Linked DNA regions of Gasterosteus aculeatus: all the other regions are linked to region 2. Evidence: chromatin contacts called from public Hi-C data. All regions are on one chromosome and are shown on one strand. The core of a region is the stretch at or near the end of the contact, and the rest is flanking DNA. Distances in the headings are between cores, read along the strand shown. Region 1 overlaps neo1a (neogenin 1a). Region 2 holds the start of bbs4 (Bardet-Biedl syndrome 4). Region 3 holds the start of snx1b (sorting nexin 1b).

What was found. A called contact is a pair of places that touch in the nucleus more often than the background predicts.
Region 1: a Hi-C map of skeletal muscle shows a contact between it and region 2, with 5 times the contacts expected there. The contact joins the enhancer-like site here to the promoter of bbs4 in region 2. A contact is called at or near these places in 2 of 6 Hi-C or Micro-C datasets (both in skeletal muscle).
Region 3: a Hi-C map of tail fin shows a contact between it and region 2, with 3 times the contacts expected there. The contact joins the promoter of snx1b here to the promoter of bbs4 in region 2. A contact is called at or near these places in 2 of 6 Hi-C or Micro-C datasets (tail fin and whole body).

Annotation. Positions count from the first base shown.
Region 1 is chr12:21,168,553-21,171,601 of fGasAcu3.hap1.1, forward strand. It overlaps neo1a (neogenin 1a), which reads left to right. Exons shown (of 29, transcript XM_078085704.1): 9 at 2,266-2,500. Among protein-coding and RNA genes, the nearest start is that of snx1b, 24 kb to the right of the region's middle. Within about 2 kb of position 1,534, at least 3 of the 9 cell types and tissues checked have open chromatin away from gene starts, as enhancers often do.
Region 2 is chr12:21,031,315-21,034,118 of fGasAcu3.hap1.1, forward strand. It overlaps bbs4 (Bardet-Biedl syndrome 4), which reads left to right and starts at 1,444. Exons shown (of 16, transcript XM_040169421.2): 1 at 1,444-1,529; 2 at 2,634-2,676. The coding sequence starts at 1,470. It overlaps scamp2l (secretory carrier membrane protein 2, like), which reads left to right. Exons shown (of 9, transcript XM_040169422.2): 9 at 1-1,152.
Region 3 is chr12:21,192,244-21,195,238 of fGasAcu3.hap1.1, forward strand. snx1b (sorting nexin 1b) reads left to right here and starts at 1,362. Exons shown (of 15, transcript XM_040201029.2): 1 at 1,362-2,534. The coding sequence starts at 2,421. It overlaps neo1a (neogenin 1a), which reads left to right. Exons shown (of 29, transcript XM_078085704.1): 29 at 1-1,368.

The sequences.
Region 1 (3,049 bases), core at 284-2,783, 140 kb after region 2:
TGAGGACGGGCCGTCTGTGCGGTAGACCTTTGTTTGTCTTCTCTGTGAAGTGGAGCACAGCCTGAGGTTGTCGAGTAGCAGTCAGGCCCTTCAGTGCTTCCTAACTAAGTGGGTGACAGTTAATTCTTGGATAGCTGTCTTCCCCCTCGGGGATTTAAACTAATTATTGCAGCCTTTCTTCAGTTTAATTTTTACGGAATCCTTTTGCAGAACTCGTATGGAGCCTCAACTTTAAATCAGCAGGCAGTTCCATGTGGATTGGACTCTTACCAATCTGCTTGGGGATTACTGAAATTAGTCAACTAATCTACGACGGGTGGAAGCCCCATTTGTTTGGTCCTTTTTAATAATTCTTTATGCAAACTAACTTATTTCCCAAAAAAAAAACTATGAACACATCTGTAATGTAGTGGCGCTTTTGGGTGATTCTTTGTGGGGAAACTCTGCTTCACAGATCAATAAGTTCACAATTTTACCAAAAAGGTCAAAGGTTTCCTTATTCAAAGGAAGGGAGGAGTTGTCTGAAATTCATAAATCTTCCCCTTGTGTCGGTTTTATCCAATGACGATGGGTGAGCCTGCTCGTGGTTAAGTGGCAATCCCTTTGCTGTGTGTGTGTGTGTGTGTGTGTGTGTGTGTGTGTGTGTGTGAGAGAGACACCACAGCCTTGTGCTTTTCTGTCTTTTGTATCGGTCATTTACGCTGCAGTCAGAGAGCTTTAGGATGACGATTTGTTTCCCTCCGTTTTTAGTAAATTGGCTTTGAAATGAAGGCGTTGAGGTCGAAGTGTTGACTTCCAGCCTAGAGGCTGTTGGAGGTTGTTGACATCCAGCTTGGTGGAGGCGGGGATTTCAGTCCCCATTTAAACATTACGCGGACGACGCGGCAGACTCATCAGTCACCGGACCGCAATCCATCGCAGTCTTATTTGCTGTTGACCAGACTGAAGGCAAAAAGAACAGCAAAGTGAGCCGGGAGTGAAGACATCGAGTATCTGCTAATCTCAGAGCTCCAGCTTCAGACCCAGAAATCGACTTCAGCCGCCGCACCCTGCGTGTGATGAATTGATTTTTCCTTCTTTTTTTTTTAAAAATTGGTGTCAAATAATCCGAAATGAACGATTGCAATCAGCACTTTAACCTCATAAATCATTGTTTCATTTCAAATCCAAGAGCAAACACAACTTTCCAATACAAAGGCTGAGTGTATTTGGTGCGCACGCACACACACACACACACACGATAGCACTGCGGCTTTCGTTTGAAGCTACAAAGTGTGTGCAGATGCATGTTGATCCCAGTGGGAGACGAGCAGACCGAATAACAGAAAATCCCTGCAGCCACAAAAGTCAATGAACTGGGGAATTTGATATGTAAACAAATATTAAAGCCAGCTTCGCGGTCGTCCCGCACGCCAAGACGGACAGATGCGCATGCCAGCAGCTGCTTTGTATTTCACAACAATTCCCTCCAGCAATAACACACCGTTTGCACACTGCGCCGCGTCGTCCCTTTGCCCTCCAGTCGGCTCACGTGACCCGCCCACGGACACGCGGACACGCGGACTGACGCTGTGGTTTTGTGGAGAGCAGCTCTCGCTCGGTTCGTTCCACCGAAGAAGACTGAAAAAAGAAGCAGCAACCGCCGAGTGAAGTCACAGACATTTCTGTGGTTGAGCCGAAGGAATGTGACGGCCGAAAGTAACAAAAAAGGAAAACGGAAAGCATCTCCTGCTTCTGTGTGTTTTTTACTTTAGTTTTAAACGTAGGAATGTTTTTGTCTTTGGCGAATGAAAAGCAATTGAATTCCGCAAACACGGTTTCTGGTGTGCACAAAGTCTCCCTCCGTCTTGTTTTAGAGTAAAAGCGTCAATCATTTGTAATTAAAAATGATTGCTGGGAGGGCCGTCTGTGAAATGAAATCTGTTCCGCCACCGTCTACATCAGAGCGCTGTGTGTAGATCTGCATGTGTAGTCCCCTCGTATTGTGCTTCTAATCGTGTAGTACAAGTGTTATATTTCTGTGGTTCCTCGTCACGTTAAAAGGCTTTTTTCGTTACGTTGTTGTTATTTTGTTTTTTCTTCTTTTTTTTGTTTCCTTCCTTTCTTCCGTTTCACTGTCATTTCCATTTCACCTCCTCCATCCCCCCCCCCCCCTGTGGATGTCCTATGCTGCCACTGTCTCCTGCACCCCCCCCCTCCCTCTCGCTGCACCCACCTCGCCATCCCTCTCTCTCCCTCCCCCCCCCCCCCCCTTCCGACCCAAAGATGTAGCCCTGCCCTCTTTTCCTCCCCCCTCACTGACTCCTAACACTGCTGACCATGTAACGCCAGGCTCCAGAGGGGCAGCCCGTCCGGCGGGGCCCGCCCCCTCGCCCCCCCGCGACGTCGTGGCCTCCCTGGTTTCCACCCGTTTCATCAAGCTGACGTGGCGCCCGCCAGCCGAGCCCCACGGAGACGAGTTGACCTTCTCTGTTTTCTACAGCCAGGAGGGAACCAGCAGGTACTCCTCGCACTGGACGGTAGTACTGCCGTACACACACACCCACACACACGATACTACTACACAAGAGTACTCGTATGCGGGTCTCTGACGACGCTGCAAATATCTTATTAAAGCAGTTAAAGTGGTAAATAATTAAAAGCAAACTTCCTTCCTCCAAGGATTACCTCTGCAAGTATCAACAAAATATTTCATTCCAAACTCTTTTTACTTTTTTTTTTCTTTTTTTTTTTTAAAGTGGCTCTTGAGAGGATTTACTGAGTGTCTGAGAATTAGATTTAGGAAGCCGGGAGGTTTTTCTACAATATCTCCTCAGTGTTTGGGGGCATTTTTTTGTCTCTTATTTTCACAAGTGGCCGAATACATGAAAAGGCTTTTACTTGCCAGTGCGAGAGCTCAGGATGCAAATGAGTGCATAACTATCTGTGCAAATGCACAGAGCGCACACGCAACATCTACACAAAACCAGCAGGGCTGCACATGCGCTTCCTCTCCTTTTCTGCTGTAGGATGTAATGTTCGCTCAGCGGCTGAGGGCTATTTTTCCAGC
Region 2 (2,804 bases), core at 194-2,693:
CGACTAAAGATGCACGGGACACCACTGAACAGGGCTGGAGTTTAGTGATAAAGTACGTCTATTTAAATCCCTTCACTGGAAAATGCGCGGGAGGGGGAGCACTTGGATTTTCATATCTAACCTACAGGCGCATCATAAATAAACACTGGGAGGAGTTGGGATTAGTTTAACAGCTCACTTGACATGAGAATGTTTCTCCATCACTGAATGATGGATCCACTTAATGTATGAATATATGTTTGTGTCATTACAGCGGAATGTAGAGCGGCAGCGTTTATGTCATTCCGCCTGATGAACAACTTTAAACGCATTCAGTCCACTTTATACACCACTGTACTGGATCCGTGAAACGAGACGCATCCATCCTGCTGTTAGAGTTCTACTCTGATTTAGTGTTTTTTGATGTGTACAAAACTGTATAGGATGATGATTAATGAAGGGGACGGGATGAAGGGTTTCTTTTCTACTCTTTTCATCGCTTCACTGATGAAGTGTGACCAATGTCCTCTCAGGGCAAATGAAGACACTGTTTAAATGGGATGGAACATTTTAATTCATCATGTTGATTTCCGAAGACTTGTGTTTATATATATATCTATATAGATAGATATAAAATCAATGTGGAGTTTTGCTGCGAATAAAATGAAACACAGGGTGCAGGTTTGATAATGTTAGGTTACTGACATAGTATAGAATGTAGATGTATGTGCAGTACTTAAAAGTGTATTAACGAGCAGAACGAACACATTTGTCTGGATATTATCTATTAATTATACTTCAGACCAATGTCTCCTGTTACTAAATAGACACATACTTTGTATTTCTGCGCCGCGTTCTACCTACTTGTTGGGTATTTACATTTTTACTTGTGAATATACATCTTATAAGTTGAAGAATTCTGATATGTCGTTACTGTTACTGAATCATATTGTTTAGGTGTAACCTCTGCCTTTAAGCAGATGGAGCACAACAAATCCTGTGTGTGGATTTAAGCACAAGGCTCAATGTGTTGTCCAACTTTGTTTGTCTTGATGGGGAAATTAGTTTATTGTTGAGGGAACCTTTCGACCATCATGGTGTGTTGTACATATTGGTGACTAATTTAAAATGTAAATTACTGGCGGGGTATTTGCAAAAATGAAAATGGTTTCCTAACATGGAATAAAATGTCATTTTTACGTATATAGAAACTGAACGTTAAATCTCAGGCGATATGTGGACTAGGAAATGACCTAAAACACTGAGATACGGCTAATCAACAAATACAGGTTAACAGTAATGATTTGACCAAACGTGTGAAATGTTAATTTTGTTCTTGTGAACAGTAATTATTTTTCCCTTTACGCTCTTTTAAGAACATCCACGAGTACCCGATTTAAAGAATATGTCGTTCATTAATTTGTGTATAAATACAACTAAAGCTTCCCAATGGTCGCCTGGTGACACGCGGAGTGAACGCTCACGTATCCATGGCAACGGCTTCCGCTGTGGATCATCCCAAGATGGCGGACGAGGAGGTCTCCGCGGCGGTGAGTGCGTTACCGAGGGCAAGCTAGCGTTTTCTCGGGTAAACGCGGTGACGGGTCACTCTTGTTAGCGTAACGGGGTTTGATTGTTCAGCGTAACCTCCGTAATAACGCGCGTCGTTTCAATGTCAAGCTGCTCCCGGCCGACGGATTCCAAGTCGGGGCTAAACTGACTTAAGCCGCAGCTAACGGCATTCCGCCTTTAATCGCAGCCACCCACGGGGCAGGCTAGCTGCACCCCCGAGAGCTACGCGGGGCTCCGGCTACCTGCAGCCAGGTGATCGCAGCAGAAGTGCGTAGGCAACGTTAACGTCACAGGGCGAAGTCAGCGCCTCGTGAGCTTCGCACCGTCAACTTAAAAGTGAAGGTGACGTAACGCTGTTACCGTCCAGCTCCGCACCAAACGGAGCCGGCGCTTCGCTTTTAGGTGCCCGTCGCGTTGTGGCCATAACGCGCCGCGTTTCGGGAAGTCGTGACAAGAAGAGCTTAGCTGGTGATGAACTGAAAGTCAGCGGCGGCGCTGCACTCGAGTGGGTCCAATATCGGGCGGAAAGGACTTCAAGCGATGCACTGAAAGTGCGCATGCGCGTCTATCTGCTCGGGCAACGTGAACCAGCTGAAGTAATAACTTCAATAAATGCAGATTGACACCATTCTTTCAATTTATTCCAAGTTTACTCATCGTCGGAGGTGGAAAAAGTACTTGTATACTCAAAAGTAGAACTACAATGTAGTCCTGCATTCAAAATGATTAAAAGCATTAAAGGGTAAGCATGAAAATATATGTGATGGATGTGAGAACTTATTTTTATGAAATGTCAGTATTAACAGCAGCATTGGCATGTTTTTCATCACTGTACAGTCATATTTAGTTTATAGTTCATAAGACCTATTCAAATGTTTATGTTCTATTTTAGTTTGTGGTTTTTTTCCGACTTTTTGTCTCCCTCAACCTTTCATGAACTAAAACATCTTTAAAACATATTTCTCGGCGGCCTAAATCTATCATACCTGCTGTTCATGAGTGACACTATATGAAATATGGTATAAATTCTATTTTATTAAGATATGAATTGTTACTCATTCGTTTTATTTAATCATTTTCAGCTCCCGGTTTCCACTGAAGCCAAGAAGCGCCGAGCACCTAAAGGTACCGAGCAAGACGGGTCACATTTTGAAGTCACCCGATGATATGATTTACAAACATCTCACTTCCCGTTAAGGCGTCCCGTATATTGATTTTATTTCGCTCTGTAACTGGTGAAGGATGCTACTCGA
Region 3 (2,995 bases), core at 112-2,611, 160 kb after region 2:
TGTGTGTGTGTTTTTTAACTGCCTCATTCTTTCGATGTTTCCCCATTTGTTTCGTTATTATTATTATTTGGGATGAAAGTGGGACTACAAGCGAGTCCTGCAGCTCAGTTTTCATATCAGAAAAGGGGAGAGAAGCCTGATGTGTTTTACAGTTTACTGTGTTGGCCCCCTTTTGTACGTTTAAAGAGTCGTCTTTCTCCGTCTTTTGTTAGTCGTGGGAGCTCGAGTTCGAAAAGCCTCACCAACGTGTTTGTATGCAGGAAACGTGGCAACATGCTTCTCTGCAGTCCTGTGGGACTTGACAGTATCTCCTCACAGGTCGGGGGTACCTAAAGGACTCAGGGCGCTGACTCCCCCCCCCCCTCTGCACACCCCTCCTGAACAGAGAATAACTCGCGTGGCAGTCAGTCAATCGATCAATCGCCTGCAGCAGACGAGTTATCTTTTATACGAGAAGTTTGGTCGAATATTTGTGTCGTTTCCAAAAACCAATATTTGGTTTCAGGCGTGCGTCCCGCGGAGCAACGCGCTCTCACAGCGGCGGGTGTCTCCTTTTCCTTTTTTCCCATTCCGTTCATGCCCTGGTTCTTTTACAAAAGATGGCCGTTTAAATGGGACTCCCCGATTTTCTTTTTTTTTTTTTTTTTTTTACATGCTAGTTTTTGTATCAAGAAAAAAAAAACATGAATCTCTACACACATCCGATTTAAAAAAGGAAAAAAAAAAAAAGTTCATCCAAGAAGCTCGTTTTTATTACCCTCTTACCCAAAGAAATTTGTCATTTGCAATCATAGTAATTTGCTCTACTTTTGTGAATACCATGTTTCTCATCAATGTACATCGTCATGAATGTCAATATAACTGTACGAGATTTTAACTACGGATACAAACGAACAAGTTTTGGAGAAGACGTGATTGAAAACAAAGGGGGGGGGAAAGAACCGGACTCCATTTGCGAAAATAATCTATTGAGTTGTAAACAGTTGAACCTGTATTGCACTTTTTCACAATTTTTGAAAAGTACATTTCTTACATATCTTGTGTTTTAAATATCAAACGCTGTTTGTGTAACGTAGTGTCCTAGGTAAGCAGCAGGCAGCTGGTCTTGTTTTTTTAGGTTTATTCTTTTTTTTTTTTTTTGCTTCAGAAAGGAATTTGAGCAGCGAGTTGTTTATTTTGCAGCTCATGATGAGGAATTATGTTGTTGCTTGTTCATGTACAGAGCTTTCTCTGCTTTCTGTAGAAAACAAATCTGTGGCTTTTTAAAAAAATGTTGAAGAAAAAGTTTTGAAAAAAAAAAAAATGTTTTTTTTATTGGTGCTCCTATACATTGTGTATACAAACTATTATGAATACTAACAAAGTAAATGTGTCCGTCTGTCTTATTTTCATCCAACATGATCACAATGCCCGTCAGGTATACATACGAGCTGTGGTGGAATTTAACCAAGCAGTATTTCTCAAGTAGTACTTATATTTTATGGTACGGTTGTAGTTTCAGAGCTTTTTTGCGACATAGTGAAAGAATTAAAGCCTTTAGGGTTGACTTCCTTTTTGTACGTCTCTCTACCGCAGCAACTTTTTTTTTTTACCAGATTCGTAGCTCTTTTGTCTTCAAAACCAAATTATTGCAGGCTCTTTGTTGAGAAATGAAAAGGTGAATGATTACGAGATGGCCACGCGTCATTACACTGAAAAATATTGATGAAGCAATTACGTTTTTGACATCATACATCCTCATTACTACCATTTTGACTGCATTTAGAGATATTTGGTCCCTTCAGGTAAGTTGAAGAAAAACTGATTTAATTGAATTTAATTGAGCTGATTTAATTGAAATATTGTGTTCTTGCCTTCTGACATTAAAAAAAATATACTCTAAACTTGCAGTTCTGTTAGAGCTTTGAGTCCAGAGAATAGCAGTTTTCACATTCGAGGAGCTATGAGCTATGCACAGAAATTCTTCTGATTTGCAGAATCTGAAAATGTTGATCAAAACCATGGAGAGTCAAACTTTACAGATAGGAAATCGAACAAAACAAGTGTTGTCCGATTTCCTATCAGAAAAAATATTAAAGCTGATGTTAAAACAGACCAGATAAAACAAAGATGGTAGCAGAGTAAATGGAAAAATTAAATAAAACCACAACGTGAACCACCAAAAGTGAAACTTTCATCAATTCCATTTATATTCAGTTTTAAAGAACTCCCTCTCGTTATAAGTAATATAATTGTAGTCTCGTAGCTATATTTGTGGACAAGCATGTGCAGATTTAAATACCAGAGAAATATATTTCTTAGAAGTGTACAAATTCTGGCGTCAGCGTGTCGTGCCGGTGGGCCACCAGCAGGGGTCGCTGCAGCCCTTTCCCTCGCGCCTTCAACTTCCGCCTACGTCACCGCCTCTCACAACACGGAATATGGCGGCCAGCTCGGATCGAATTCCTCCTCCTTTCCCTGACACGGAGGAACCGGGAGTCTGTGACATGGCAGATGGAGACCGTGACGAGGGCGAGGACATCTTCGTCAATAATGTGTGTTAACGGCTCGTTTGCCTTTTTTATTGTGGGGGGGGCGCGGGTTACTTCCGAACGAAGTGATCGAGGCGGGAGCCTCTTTATCAGGTCTGACCTGCATCCATGGCAGCCGAGCTAACACTACCTGACGGAGGGAGGCGAGGAATCGGGTCAGGCTTTGTGTACGAAACAACACCCCCCCCCCCCCCCCCCCCAAAAAAACTGCTGTAATTCATATAGTTGGCCGAAGTTTGAGCACAAATTGAGCCGGGTTTTTTTGTCTTAAATGCTCACGTTAAGGGTTTATTTCGACCTTTTATTAGCCTGCCCCTACGCTTAAAAATGCTCCCATTTCAAATTCCGGCTCTTCAACCCAACGCTAAGTTCGTGTCAATGGTTCCGTGGTGTCTGAGTTCGGTAATGTCCCTGCCCGTCGGTGTCGTTAAACCGTTACACCGCCCACGAGAGAACCGCTAACC